Regions from separate parts of the Rattus norvegicus genome. Here region 2 is linked to region 1. A link is a contact called in public Hi-C data. All regions are on one chromosome and are shown on one strand. The core of a region is the stretch at or near the end of the contact, and the rest is flanking DNA. Distances in the headings are between cores, read along the strand shown. Region 1 overlaps Stk24 (serine/threonine kinase 24). Region 2 overlaps Stk24 (serine/threonine kinase 24).

The links. A called contact is a pair of places that touch in the nucleus more often than the background predicts.
Region 2: a contact with region 1 is called in a Hi-C map of liver, with 2.8 times the contacts expected there. The contact joins two enhancer-like sites. A contact is called at or near these places in 7 of 12 Hi-C or Micro-C datasets (the Rat2 cell line, Schwann cells, hepatocytes and 3 more).

What each region holds. Positions count from the first base shown.
Region 1 is chr15:104,774,991-104,777,690 of GRCr8, forward strand. Stk24 (serine/threonine kinase 24) reads right to left here. Exons shown (of 11, transcript NM_001127494.1): 10 at 1,671-1,807. Among named protein-coding and RNA genes, the nearest start is that of Stk24, 89 kb to the right of the region's middle. Within about 2 kb of position 1,346, at least 4 of the 93 cell types and tissues checked have an H3K27ac peak or open chromatin away from gene starts, as enhancers often do. A contact at or near this core is called in liver, where this site is marked.
Region 2 is chr15:104,848,102-104,850,801 of GRCr8, forward strand. The region is part of intron 1 of Stk24 (serine/threonine kinase 24); the gene reads right to left. Among named protein-coding and RNA genes, the nearest start is that of Stk24, 16 kb to the right of the region's middle. Within about 2 kb of position 1,445, at least 17 of the 93 cell types and tissues checked have an H3K27ac peak or open chromatin away from gene starts, as enhancers often do. A contact at or near this core is called in liver, where this site is marked.

The sequences.
Region 1 (2,700 bases), core at 96-2,595:
CAGTGTGAACTATCCTACTGGATAACTGTTCATGGTGATTATCCGCTGAAGCAGGAACTTATTAAAGTTAATACTTTAATTAAAATTAAAATTAATTTTGCATGTTCCTCTTTATGTTCTTGATATAGTTTCTAGAAAATTTAAAATTCCATGTGTGGGTAGGCCGGGGGACTCAGCTCAGTGGTAGAATACTTGCCTAGCATGCTCGAGACCAAGAATTAAATCTCCAGTACCACAAAAATTCACACACACACACACACACACACACACACACACACACACACACACACACGGGGTTGGGGTGGGGGACAATGACACGGAGACAGAGAGACAGGCAGGCAATGTTAAGACCCAAATATCCAAACCTTCACATGTGGGGCCAGCAGGCAAAGGTGCTTGCTGTGAGCCTGGCAACATAATCCTGACCTGGGATCCGCATGAGGGCACGTGCACCCTCCCAGTAATAATCAATAAAATATTCTTAAAGTAAGTGAAATTCTCTATGCGGCTCCTATCACATTTCCACTAGAGCTGCCAGCTTAGGTGTCTCAGCAGGAGACAGATCCAGAAACAAGAAGAGGATAAACTAGGTGTATACCTGTCATACTTCCTGTGCGTGAGCTCCTGGGGAAATCAAGTCACACCTACCAACCACTCACATAACATCAGGCAACCCTGGACCACATGCAAAACTCCTGAAGTGATAACATCTGAGTGTGGTAGACCTGCAGCCCACTATGCGGAAGCCAAGGCCAGCTGCCACCCAGCAGGCTTCACTGGGGTGAGAGGGCAGACAGGCCTGGTGTCCCAAGTTAGATCCTTGGATTAAAAAAGGGCAGAAGAGAACCAACTGCTGAGAGCTGTCCTCGGACCTGTGACCGCGGCGTGCACACATGAATGCACGCACATCACAGAAAAAGTGACACCTTAGTATTTCGAGCAGAAAATAGGAAGCAGGATAATAAACAGGCAGTTTCTGAATGTAGTTCTGTTTTGTTTGTGACAACCCTCTTTTTAAATGAAAATCAGATGCCACTGGAGGAAAGAGAAAGTTATCCCAAGTTAGGGAAACAGAGCTTCTACAGGTGTGAACACACAGACCGGGTTTTAAGCTGTACTTTCCTTCACTCTGTAATGTGTTGTGGCCTGTAAGAGTCAAATCAGGGCAATCTTAAAAAGACACTGTCTCCTCTTTCAATGGCCTCAAGACTGGAGGCCAACAAGCAAACTATATTTTTTGCCCTGAACAGTAGTAATAACTATTCTACAAGGAGGCTATGTGGCTAAAGCCACCAGGCAGAGACAGGAACTAGCTCCCAGAGGTCAGAGCAGAGGCTCTAGGCACGGCTCAGAGTCCACTCCACCAAAGCCTCTGGTATCTGAGCACGGTCTCCATGTGACTGGGGCGCTCTCTGCTCTTGCGTTTCTTTGGAGCTATAAATACAAAGGTCTGCGGTCCCTTCCAGACTCAGAAATCCAGACTTTATCCAACTCAGGACAAGCCTTCTCCCCCAGGAGCTTTACTGTGAGCCCACAGCCCAAGGGACAACAGAACAAGAAAACCCAGAGAATTACCAAGCCGCAGACTGCGACAGCTCCTAGTCTGGGAAGCCAGGCCAGCAACACCAGGCTCCTCTCCTGAAACCCAGTCCCAGCCCGGAGCCACTTACCTCTGCAGCCGTTGTACAAGCTGTGCCACCATGGTGTCGGAGATCCCAGGGCAGGCCTCTTCCGCCAAGTAGATGGCTCCCCGAAGCTCTTCTATTGACCCCAAGTTCCCTCCACACGCCTGGCTCTTCTCTTTCAGCTGGAAACACACAAGAGCAGGGTCGTACGTGCACAGACCTGGCAGCAGCCACTCCAGGAAGAGACAAGCAGGCCCTGCAACACCACATGCCAGGCTGACAAGGGCCCAGGCAGAGTTCTGTGGCTCCCGAGTCACTCTGGGTCCTCATCTTCTGTCTCTAAAGAGCACATACAGGTGTCTCCTCCAGACCAGAGCACAGTCACTAGCCCAGTAACTGCACACACCTTCACACGCTCGGCTTTCTCTTCCCCGTGCAGCCTCTGCTCACCCTGAAAGTGCCATCAATGCCTCCCACGTACAACTCTGGTGCCACCCGGCAGCCTGTGGGTACCAAAGCCTCATTCCTGATGGTTATGGGCCTGGTTATAAACTTCAGGCACACAGCCTTCGGGGTCAAAACTGTTCTCACATAAACGTGGCAACCCTGAGCCTCAGGACTCTGCAATACCCTCCTCTGCCCTCGTGAGGCATCACTGTGACTTAAGGCACCTCCCAGGCATTAAGACCAACTTCAACTCTTTCTCCTGAACGAACCCATATTCCAGAACGTGGAATATTCCAGAGTCTCCCGCTGCTTCCACTGTTAGCACGTGTTTTAGAAAATACTCAGCTCTGGCCCCACGCGGTGTTAACACGAGAGCAAGTTTCCTTATCCTGTTTCTAAGGGACACGGGGAGGGACTGGCCAAGGCGGAGAGGGCCACAGAGACAGAGTCCTCCCTGGCACCTCCAGGTACAGAATTTGGAGACTAATCTGCAATCTTCCACTCCCCTGCCTCTGACCTGACCCGCACCTAAGTGTCTCAAAGCAGCAAAGACAAGACAGGAGAACCAGGGCCCTCCATTTCACCAGACTGCTAAACTCAACACACTCTATGTCACTGTTCGCTGAGC
Region 2 (2,700 bases), core at 195-2,694, 73 kb after region 1:
GACAGCCATTCTCAACAGCCACACTGTGAATCCATGGTCTTCCCCACACAGACACAACCTTAACTGTGGCCATGATGCCAGGTCACTCGATTACCTTCCAAGGGCAAACCCCTGAGCAGTGCTGCAAGTAAGAGCAGCCTGCATATATACACCAACCACTCTCCTACGCAGCATGCCTGGCCATGCTCCTCCCTGAGAGTTGCCTGTGAGAAGTCCCTCTGGAGGGAGAACTCTCTGCTGGGACTTCTCTACCCTACCTTGGGAAACATACACTTGCTTACCCGGCTGGTTTCTCAGCCCTGGGTTAGGGACAGGGTGTAGACCAGGCCAAGAAGCACCTTCCTAAAAACCTGCACTAGCATTACTGGTAAAGGGTGTTCCTGGTCCTCCAGGATCACCTCAGGACAGCTGAGGACCATTCTAACAGTTGGGCAAGGATCTCGGTCCCTGGGAGCACACGGGGATGATGCAGGAAGACAAACCTGGTCTTTTCAGGCACATGAGCAAGTGAGTCTCTGAGAAACCCTCTAACACAGCGGATCTTAAGCCCCAATAACGAGAATTCAGCCCCAGAAAACACCATCCAATTCAGGAAGCACAGCTTCACTCACCCAGCTGAAAGCCCTAAGACTGAGCCTACAAAAGGCCCAGCAGCTTCCTGTGCATGTAGCCCAAGACCAGGACTTCAGGCAGCCCCCTGTTAAGAGTTAGTCGCTCACTGTGAAGTCATGTTCTGACTTCCCACAGAACTGACATCCATTCAACTATCTGGCAGGGAGATTTGGGGTCGAAATAAAATCTGTATAGTAGGTATTCAGGGCTCTGACATGATTTTCTTCATCAGACCTTTCAAAGGAAGGCTGGAGGGATGGTTATGAGGACCCACTCCTCTTCCAGAGGACTGGGTTGGATTCCCGTTGCCCACTACAAGGCAGTCCACAGCAGTGTGAACTCCAGCTCCAGGCATCCAGCGCCCTCTTCTGGCCTCCATGGGCACTACGTGCCCGTGGTGCACCGCAAGCATTCAAGTAAAGCACCCGTAAACAGAAAAACAAACAAATGTTGAAACTTTCAAAACGAAAACGATTCCACCTGGGGCAGGCACTACCCACTCCCGTGGTCATGTGGGCGTCAGGGTTCAGCCTAGAACTCTCAGTAGAGAGCAAGCCAAGACCTGCAGGACCTCGCTTGGTGGGGCAATCTCACAGACTCCTCCCTTTCAGTCACTCAGTCACACCCGTTCCTAGGTTGCTTGCAGCCACTTGACCTACTTAGCGTATGGCTCCCTGACCTGGACTCTTCCCCAAGCTCCAGACCCATTTATGGATGTGGCTGTCCACACCCCCTCCTCCAGTCCACTTACAGAAGTCCCTGTCACCACAGGTTCTTCACGTCCACACTCTGTGCCAGCTGGCAGCCCCAGGTCTATTAACCCACAGCCATGGCCTTCCCAGGCTCTGCAGACTCCAACGCCAAGCCTGCCCTTCTGCCAAGCACCTCAGCCCACACGGATACCTCCCTCCTCAGACAAGAGTGGCAGCAGACCAGGCTCCCCAGTCCAACAAAACTGTTGTTACAAAACTCAAGGGGTAAAGAAATACTCCCAAGACTTCCACACCGTGAGTGGGCTCCCGGCCAAACGACAAGGTGGGACAACCCCTCTGACATCTTCTTTTCACCAAGTAAGAAAAATCCAGTCCCTGGGCACTCAGGGACACGTCAAGTCCCTACGCTTCCACACAACCTGCTTGGATTCCGTCTTGAAAAGAAATCCTCATTATATTTATCCCAGCATGTGCGTGGGAATCAGAGAACCCAGGGAACGGAGTCTGTCTTTCTACAACATGGATCTCAGAGATGGATCAGGCCACCAGGCTTGGTAAAGTTTCACCCTCTGACCTTCTCATCGGGTGGAAAAGAAACCCTTTACAGCAGGTGTGTTGGTTCACACCTGTAATCTCGGCAATCCAGAGGTTAAGGTGAAGTGCTGAGTCGGGGGCTAGCCTGTGCCATGCTGAGCTCTGAGCCATCCTGGAACACAGTGTGAGATCCAGCTAATCAAGTAAGGCAACAAAAAGGTAAAATCCTTTGAAAGGCTGTCACGTGGTAATAGCCGAAGCTTGCCCTGTGTCCCTGCCTCCTCCTTCAGACACTACCACATTCAGATGTGCTACATGCACATGCAGACCTGTGATTCCAGCCCCAGTGCTCCAGTCAGAATGGGACAAACGGCAGCCTCCCTACAAAGCCCAGAGCTCCATTCCCCTCATGGTAAAAGCTGCGAACCTTTCATTCCCTAGCAATTATTCTTTCCTCTGATCATTAAGGGCTGCCGCCTACTGGAACTATCAATTTCAAAAGGAGAAATCAAGTTCCCTTGGAAGGGACAGTAAGCCCGCAGCTGCTCAGCACCAGGAAGGAAGTTAAGAGAGAGAAATCCTACAGGTCAAGCTCACTCACCTCTCCTGACCAATCAGAACTGACTTGTACCCACAGCAGAGACCACCCTGCTCTGAAAGTTATTTAAACAAACAAAGCCCTTCCTCCTCCCAGCTCTTACGATTTGGGTACAGGCTGAAACTTGCCCACCCTCGGAAAAACAGTGGGAAAAGATGCTTCTTTCTGAACACCAGAGAAGTGATCACAAAAGCCAGGTGTTGGTGGAACGCTCCTTTAAACCCAACAGTCAGAGACAGATGG